Linked DNA regions of Mus musculus: all the other regions are linked to region 3. A link is a contact called in public Hi-C and HiChIP or PLAC-seq data. All regions are on one chromosome and are shown on one strand. The core of a region is the stretch at or near the end of the contact, and the rest is flanking DNA. Distances in the headings are between cores, read along the strand shown.

What was found. Hi-C and Micro-C count contacts between places; a contact is called where the count stands out from the background. HiChIP or PLAC-seq counts read pairs in DNA pulled down with a chosen protein or histone mark.
Region 1: a contact with region 3 is called in an H3K4me3 HiChIP or PLAC-seq map of embryonic limb bud, with 5 times the contacts expected there. The contact joins two enhancer-like sites. A contact is called at or near these places in 12 of 484 Hi-C or Micro-C datasets (the HL-1 cell line, the N1E-115 cell line, cerebral cortex and 6 more), 12 of 115 datasets of contacts at active chromatin or transcription factors (craniofacial prominence, differentiating embryonic stem cells, embryonic forebrain and 9 more) and 1 of 9 other capture datasets (embryonic stem cells).
Region 2: a Hi-C map of the N1E-115 cell line shows a contact between it and region 3, with 2.4 times the contacts expected there. The contact joins two enhancer-like sites. A contact is called at or near these places in 4 of 484 Hi-C or Micro-C datasets (the N1E-115 cell line, Sertoli cells, cranial neural crest and 1 more), 15 of 115 datasets of contacts at active chromatin or transcription factors (craniofacial prominence, differentiating embryonic stem cells, embryonic basal ganglia and 11 more) and 1 of 9 other capture datasets (embryonic stem cells).

The regions. Positions count from the first base shown.
Region 1 is chr5:131,710,011-131,712,710 of GRCm38.p6, reverse strand. All of the region lies in intron 5 of Auts2 (autism susceptibility candidate 2), which reads left to right. Among named protein-coding and RNA genes, the nearest start is that of 4930563F08Rik, 170 kb to the left of the region's middle. Within about 2 kb of position 1,335, at least 22 of the 459 cell types and tissues checked have an H3K27ac peak or open chromatin away from gene starts, as enhancers often do. A contact at or near this core is called in embryonic limb bud, muscle stem cells and pancreatic cancer cells, where this site is marked.
Region 2 is chr5:131,734,749-131,737,448 of GRCm38.p6, reverse strand. The region is part of intron 5 of Auts2 (autism susceptibility candidate 2); the gene reads left to right. Among named protein-coding and RNA genes, the nearest start is that of 4930563F08Rik, 140 kb to the left of the region's middle. Within about 2 kb of position 1,323, at least 3 of the 459 cell types and tissues checked have an H3K27ac peak or open chromatin away from gene starts, as enhancers often do. A contact at or near this core is called in the N1E-115 cell line, where this site is marked.
Region 3 is chr5:131,536,626-131,539,325 of GRCm38.p6, reverse strand. The region is part of intron 5 of Auts2 (autism susceptibility candidate 2); the gene reads left to right. Among named protein-coding and RNA genes, the nearest start is that of Gm29681, 120 kb to the right of the region's middle. Within about 2 kb of position 1,350, at least 172 of the 459 cell types and tissues checked have an H3K27ac peak or open chromatin away from gene starts, as enhancers often do. A contact at or near this core is called in the N1E-115 cell line, embryonic limb bud, muscle stem cells and 1 more, where this site is marked.

The DNA.
Region 1 (2,700 bases), core at 86-2,585, 170 kb before region 3:
AGAGGCCACATCTAATGGTCCACAACTACCTGTGGTCCCAGAACCAGGGGATCTGACGACCTCTTCTGGCCTCTATAGGTACTACACCCATGTGCAGATTTACACACACACACACACACACAAATAAAAAAAGTGTGTGTACCTGAAATTTTATGATAATGTGCTGTGACTCTTATTACAAAGGTGTTTCGAGCAGGACTGTGAACAATATTTAGAACAGCCAAGATCCCAGACAATCAAATAACATTCAATGACCAAAAAGCAAATGAGCTAACTAAATAAATAAACTGAATGTTCGAGTAGAAGCATTCTCAGCCAAAATACTAACCAGGAAGTATTCAGGATTTATATGCAGGGAAGAAAACATTAAAATTTAAAATAAAGGCACTTTGCGGGGCATGGTGGCACAGAGCTTTAATCCCAGCACTTGGGAGGCAGAAACAGGTGGATCTCTGTAAACTCAAGGCCATCCTAGTTTTCAACCAGAGATACATAATAAGCGAGAACTTGTCTCAAAACTAAGTAAACAAAAGGCCACTTGTTACACAGCATTAGCATCCTGAGTTTGATCACTAGGACCCACACATAAAGGTGAAAGGAGAGAGAGCATAGACTCCATCAAGTTTGAAATGAATAAATGAGAATAATGACATGGTTTGAAATCAGCTTCCTTAAGTTCTGTCTGGGTGTTATGTATGCCAAGCTAGGCAAACACTTGTACTGACTGAGCCACATCCCTAGCCCTGGCTTCCTCTTTGACCTAGAATTCAAGACTCAAGATTAATGAGCCTTTTTATGGTCACACTGACCCATTGCTAGGGGCCTGGCCTTCTCACACAAGGGGTAATTCTCTAACACAAATCAGATCAGGAAATCTCTTATCCTTTCCTTCAGTGTCTAAGGCTAATTTTTTTTCCCTAAATTACAATATTAACAATTTTTAACAATGAATCTGTCTCCAACGGGGCTTTTAAATTCCTTTTACCATTCTTGAAAAGCGCCATAAACTCCCAGTTGATTGAACGGAACACACAGCTTCATAAGAAGTTTGTTTGTGACTCATGGCGGGGGGAAATGCCAGCTGCAGTTGTGCTGGACATGAGTGCCAAACTCAGAGTGAAAGCTTTGGAAGGACCTGAGTCCCTCCTTGTACATCTTTCCTCTTTGAACTGGCTCCCCATCCCAAGGCTCTGCTGCCCCCTGCCACTTTCCCACAAGCCACTTTGTTCCTGCTCGGTTGCCTCCTGTGTAGCCCACTTAAGAGGACAGGCTGGAGGTAGCTAGAGGCGGCAGGGTGATTTATTGCCTAGCAGGGACTTCACTAAACTTCCCAAGTTGCTTTCTTTTTTTTTCCCCTTTGTACTTCTGAAAAATCAAACACAGTTCAAAAAGTAAACATCCCAAGTTGACATGGCAGCCCGAAGTCCAGGAAAAATGTCTCTTGTTAAATGTTTTGGCATGTAACACAATTTATGAGCATTCTCGATGTTTTGATTTCCCCCCTCCCTGGTCACTGTTATTCCTTACCCCCCAGAGTGAGGTGTGGAGAGATTATATTGGCTGGTTTCCATGGTGACACTGAAGAAAAGTAATCTTTGAAGGAGGTTTCTACTGTGTTATTTCATGTGCTTGGACCATCAACATCTATGCTGGGTGGCTGTTACCCCTAAATTCAAAAACGCATAAACGCTTGGCCTATTTCATGTAAATAGACAAGTAGAGGTGATATTTTCTTTGGTCTTGTGCCCACCCTCATAACAAAAGTCTCTCAGTTACCCAGGGCACCTGGGGGAAAAGGAACAGTTCTGTTTTGCTCACTGTTAAAGCCACCTCCTCGCCTCCGAATAACCATTAAGGAAGAAAAACAGCTCCAATTTAAAGTCTACCTCACCTCCAGCACCAGCCAGGGAGCAGAAGAAAAGTTTCCTTTGGGCCCCAGTTTGCTCACAACCCGAGTTAGAAAACCTTAGTGACTTCTTAAAAGTCTAGTATATTTGGGGTTCGCTGCGGCATGAATCCCTGTCAGCAGTCCTGGGTGGAACCTGGAACCGTCTAGACTCAAGGTTGGATTGCGTCCAGCCTCAGAGCTAAGGTGGCATAAAGGATGAATTTACGCACAAAGTTAACAGTGTTCTCCCCCTTTTTCCTATCACCCCGGTATGCTCAAGCACACACACACACACACACACACACACACACTGTACAAGACCTTACAGATCTTCAAATGGGGTACCATGGTCTTTAACAAGAACAGAGTAACCTGGAAGCGAATGGGGTAATAGTTCCATAGTCTTCCCTGTATGTATCTGTGAGCAGATGTTTTTATTGCACAATGAAACCAAGGATCCTGCATGATGAAAAAGCAACACGGGGAGTGCTGGCTCTGCTGTGGGACAGGATCGTGTCCATAGAAGCTGCCTTTACCTCCTTCATGTCCTTGGCTTCACACTGTCACAGTTAATAGTGATTGTCAATATCAGATCTGGAATCGCCTAAGATAGAATTCTCTGGGCATGCTCCTGAGAGGATTTCTAAATTGGGAGAAGATAACACCATAAATGTCGTTGGCTGGGGTCCTGGGTTGAGTGAAAAGGAAGCAAACGAATCAGCTGCGTTCAGCTCTCCCTGCTTCCTGACTGTGGACACAATGTGACGCCACTCACTCTCTTCCACACCTTCCCTACCATGAAGGATGCCCTC
Region 2 (2,700 bases), core at 74-2,573, 200 kb before region 3:
GAGGAGAAGGGAAAGAAAGGGGTATATATATGGCTAGAATCAAATTGACGGCTTGGTTTCCTTCTCAAAGGATGCTGAAGACTTCAAAGTATAAGGGTGTCATGGAGACTCTGCACTACGTAGTGTGTTTTTAGCTTAGTATCTGTGTTCCTCAATGTTGCTTTGTAAGCCTAGTTCCAGTTCGTCTTTGTGTGTGTGTGTGTGTGTGTGTGTGTGTGTGTTCACATGCACAAGCATACACCATACACATACAGACACACATGTGCATATATGAAGGCCTGAAGGTGATTTCAGACCTTTGTCTATCCTTCTTCACCTTATTGTTTTGTTACAGAGTCTCACTGAACCTAGAGCTAGCAAGATTGGCTTGATAGTGAGTCCCAAGGATCCTCCTCTTTCTGCCTCCCTAGAACTAGGATTATGTGCCACACCATACTTAGGTTTTTATTCTGGAGATCCAAACTTGGGTCCTCATCTTTATATGGCAAGGGCAAGCAGTTTAATAGCCAAGTTGTCTCCCCAGCCTCCCAATCATCTCTAAAAAAAAAAAATATACATCTCTAAACTAGATGCATGTCTGTAATCCCAGCACTCAGGATGGGGAGGTAGGAGGATTGGGCGTTCAAGTTCATCCCTGGCTACTTAGCAAATTCCAAGACACGTAAGTTATATGAGACTCTGTCTCAGAATTATAATAACAAAATAGTAAGACTGAATATGTTTTACTTGCCCAGGCAGTGTCAGGCAGTATTACAGGAACTGGCGATCCGATCATTTTGCTGCCTTTGCAGAGCTAAGGGTGTGGAGACAAGGATAGGAACACTGAAATACATGACGAATGGTAATGTCCATGTATGTGTTTTAGATGTTAAGGAATTAACTAGCAGGGAGGGCTGTTGAGCCGGAGGGCTGTGATGTGACAGTAAAGGCAGATCTTGGGGAGAAGGTGCATTCATGCGGTAGTTGAAGGTTGTGTGTGTGTGTGTGTGTGTGCGTGTGTGTGTGTGTGTGTGTGTGTGTGTGTGTGTGTAAATGTGTGAGGGGTTGGGAGTATGAGAAGAGCATTCCAGATGTACCATAAAATTCCTGTGGAATGATGGAAGGGAGTTGCCAGACCAGCAGGAACTGGGGACAGAGGGGAAGCTGCATGTCCTTGCCCTTGACAAAGATCCTATAGGTCAAGACCCAGGGGTCTTTATTCTCGAAAAAAAATAAACCTTAAGGCCAGAGAGATGACTCTATGCCATGCAAGCATGAGGACCTGAGTTTGGCTGCCCAGCACCCCTGTGAAAAGCTAAATATATTGCATGCTTGAAAGCCCAGTTCTGGAAAGGCAGAGACGGGAAGCTTCCTGGGGCAGGGTAGCCAGATCGGTGAGTGATAGGTTCAGTGAGACACCCTGGCAGTGTGGTGAACGTGGAGGACTCAGAGTATTCACCGACAAGCACAACTGATCTCTGGATGATACAGTCTATGTGTAGAGTACTGACACATTCTTTAAAGTAACCAGCAGCCATTAAACGTCTACTGGCTAATGGGGACAAGAGGTGCAGGGATTAGGGGGAGGAAGGCTTTGTTTAAGTGGCTTTAGGAAAGTCACCACCTGTAACCAACATTTCAGCACATTAGCATGCATTTTCAGGTCAGTGTACAGATACTGTAAGTAGAACCAGACATGTTTGCAAAGGGAAAAAAAAATGAGTTTCGCAGGTCTGGCCAGCTACTGTTGGGATCCCTCTGCCGCCTCTGATTCAATCAGATATCACCGAAAGTGACTCAGATTTGCCTTTCATGTTAGTCCCATAAGCCCTCTAGTTGAACGCTGTCTTTATGGAGCCGGATGGAGAGAAATTAAGTCTCAGAGTAGTGGTGCTGCATTGGGTATCAGGGGGCTTCATCCATAAACTCCATGGCTTATAAGATGTGTGTCCTTCCCGAGGCCCTGGAGCTGTTGAGTTGGCTCTTTCTACTCTGTGTGTGAACTTTTTATTTCACTTTAATGTAGTTAGACAACCTAGATATTCATGCCTAGGCATCTGTTTTTCATTAACCCAAATAACATGTGATGCTCATACAGGGGGAGGAGATGGGAAGGAATGGGAAGGTGGGCAAGCCAAGCATCTTCTCACAGCTTCTGTGAATCATTTTATATCTTGCTAGTCTTTAAAACATGCTCCGCACATAGATTCCAGCTTTATAAGAGTGGCCCAGTACATTCAGCTTGTAACCAGCATCAATGTAAGCCTGTTTTAAATAACCACAATGGCTCGGCTACAGCCTGGAATGGTTAGCAAACCTCTCGGTGTTTATGGGCCCTGCTCTTCATTGGTTCACTGTGGAAGACTGGCTTGATCCGTTTCTGTGAATTCTATCAATGCTTTAATTTAAGCACAACTCTGTGTGCGTAGGTGTTTGCATATGGCTATGCATCTACTCTTGTGGGTACCTGGAGAGGCCAGAAAAGAGCCTCATATCCCCTGGACTAGATTTGTGGCTGATAGTATTAAATCTGTCATGGGTGCTGGAAACTGAACTGGGCTTCTCTGTGAGAACAGTCACACTCTTAACAGTTGAACCATCTCTCCAGCCCCAACAATTTGGGTTTTTTAAGACACCCCAGGGGTGATCTTCTCAAGGTGATACTTTTGTTTTAATTTTCATGAAGTGGTATGGTTCTGATCTTATGTGATAGGTCCAGGG
Region 3 (2,700 bases), core at 101-2,600:
TCTTTATGTTTGCTGCATAGAAGGGGAAGCCTCAGTCACCACTTGGCTGGTGTGAATGTATACACAAGTCGGATAGTTTGAGGAACTGTGCAGAGGGAAGGCAGTTCATGAAACCTACCGTGATTCGTGGGATGAGGGTTAGATCAAGATCTTTTTCTTCTAGACTAGGAACCCAACCTCCCATCCATGTCAGACAGTACAAAGATTATGTTATATTGTGCACCTACTGTGTGCCCAGAATCTGGACCTCCACCCCCATCTCAGAACCAACTCTTTGCATATGAGATTGGCCTAGAGGCAATTCAACCCCGGGCTACGGGCCTAGTAGCCTCTCCTTGGTTTAGAGCAAATCTCGGAAGCTGTAACTGCAAAAAGGACCGGAGCGTCGCGGTTCTTGCCCGTAGAGGGAAAGGCGCCATGGGGACCAGGGGCCGGTCCGCAACCGGAGGCGGGATGTAGTGGGAGCCACAGCTGTCAGTGTCGCACCCAGGGACTGCGCCCCCGCGGGGCCAACCGGGCGCCAGGGTGGAGAGGAGGGGCGGCGAGGGGCGGGGCACGTGGGGCGGGACGGAGGAGGGGCGGTGGCACCGGCTGGCGGCTCCGGCTGGGCGCGCCGAGAAGTCCCGCTCCGAGAGCCGCGAGCGCCAGGAGTAAGGCGCGCTCGGTACAATCCGGGCAGCGAAGTCCAGAGCGCGAGAGCAAGGGTGGGAGAAAGGGGTGTCCTCGCGTCACTACCAGGGACCCCCCTTCTCTCCCTCAATCCAGCCCCGGGTAGCCGGTGGCGCTGGCGGCGGGCCGCCTGATGGAGTTCACTTGAGCCAGGAACAGGCGGGAGAGGCAGGCCGGAGCGGAGCTAGTCCTGCGCGCCCCGTAGCAGCTTCAACCACAGCTTTCCACACCGCAGGCGGGCAACACCCGCGGCAGATTGCGACTCCCGGAGCGTGTCGGTGCCACGCCGCAGCGGGCCCAGGACCCATCAGATCAGCCCGCGGCGGTGCCGTACCGGCGGCACCCGCTGTTGGGGAGCCCGAGGCGGCCGCCGGGGAGCTGCTTTCGCCTCTGCCGCCGTACGCCCTCCTCCTCCTCCTCCTCCTCCCTCTCCCTCCTCCCTCCCTCCGCACATGGTCTCCTTTGTCCTGTCGCCGCCGCAGCCGCCTCGTTCTTAGCTCCGCGCGCCGCGGCAGCGGCTCCCGGGCCGCTGCTCTTCAGCCCTGCCAGGTCCCCAGGGCGCACCAAGTTGAGCCTCTGGTTTAAGCCAGCCGGTTCCCCGCGCGCCCCGCAGGAGCAACCAGGAGAGCGCGCGGGCCGGGCCCCCTCCCCATCTCCCCGCCACCCGCCCGGGACTTGGCTGCGTTGGATGTGCGCGCGCGGCGTTGACTCCTGGCTGCCGTGGAGGAGCCGGGTGCTGCTGCTGCTGGCTCTGCTGCCGTTTAGGATCCGGTTCGGATTTGGTTCGCGTGCCTCAGCTTTGAGACTTTGGAGAGGAATTAGCAAAACACACAGACTTGTGGACCTAGCCGGGCCGGCTGGAGTTGGGCGTTTTCTCTGCCTTGGGTTTTGGTTGCTCTCTCCCGGTGGTGTGTGGTGATCCACCCGGAGAGAACCTGACGGAGGACTCAAACCATGAACTTGGGGTTGACAAGACCGCCGAACCCCTGGCGACCAGGTAATGTTGCCCCACCACCACCACCGTTGGGGGGATGGGGTGGGGTGGCTGGCTCGCCTGCGGTCCGCGGTTTCGGGGGAGGAGGCAGGGGTCGAGGGGTCTTTTGTTGCGGCCGCAGCCGGGCCAGGGTGGTAACGGAGGCGGGCTGCTGGCGTCTGGCGGGCCTGGCCTTCCTCCCCCACCCCTCCCCCGCTCCCCTTTGTACTTTCCTAGCTCCCTGAGCTGGCTGGGCTCGGCCGGTGAGCCGTGAGTGCCTGCCGGGGGAGGCCCTAGCCAACAGAGGCGATCCCACCTCCGGGAGTGAACCCATAGCTCCCAAGGGAGATCCGCTGGACTCCTAGGCTGGGAATGCCCGCACCGGCTCGGGCTAGGAAGGGCTCCTTGGAGCGGCGCTGCCTGCTGACGGGTCACTGTCCTTGGGCTGAGCTCCGGGTCCCCGCCCTCCCGCTTGTGCGCACGCGGAGCCCGGGGAAGCAAAGGAGAGCTAGCTGGTGCAGGAACTCACCCGCGCCTAAGTTTCTAAGAGAATTGTCTTTGCACCTTCTTCCTGCGGGTGCCGTTTTGGAGAGCTACCTTAGCGAATTGAGTTTTAAGGGGTTCCGGGTACAGCTTCAAACATCTGGGACCCACCCGTGCGCACGGGAATTTTTTATTTCTTTATTTTTATTTGTTTTAACCAAACTGCTTTACCCAACTTTTCCTTCTACGCCAGCTACAGCTTCTAGACCATAAAAAGTATTGACATAAAAGGCAAATAGTACCCACCCTGCCGTAAAATGCCCCAAAGAGCATGTTTGTCTGGGAATTTTAGGTTGTGCTTCTAAGTGTATATAAAACTCATCAAAGCCAATCGAGGTGAGGAAATGAAATAGCAACTGATATTAAATTCTGTGCGGCTAAAGGTAATGGTTGCTGGAGAGAAGCGGGAAGGCATCCATGCGTCTGCCACTAGATCCACCGCACCTGCAGTCCTCATTGCTAATTTAAAAAGAAAAAAAATTAGGGAAATGAACCAAGTTATAGAAAGAAATGCA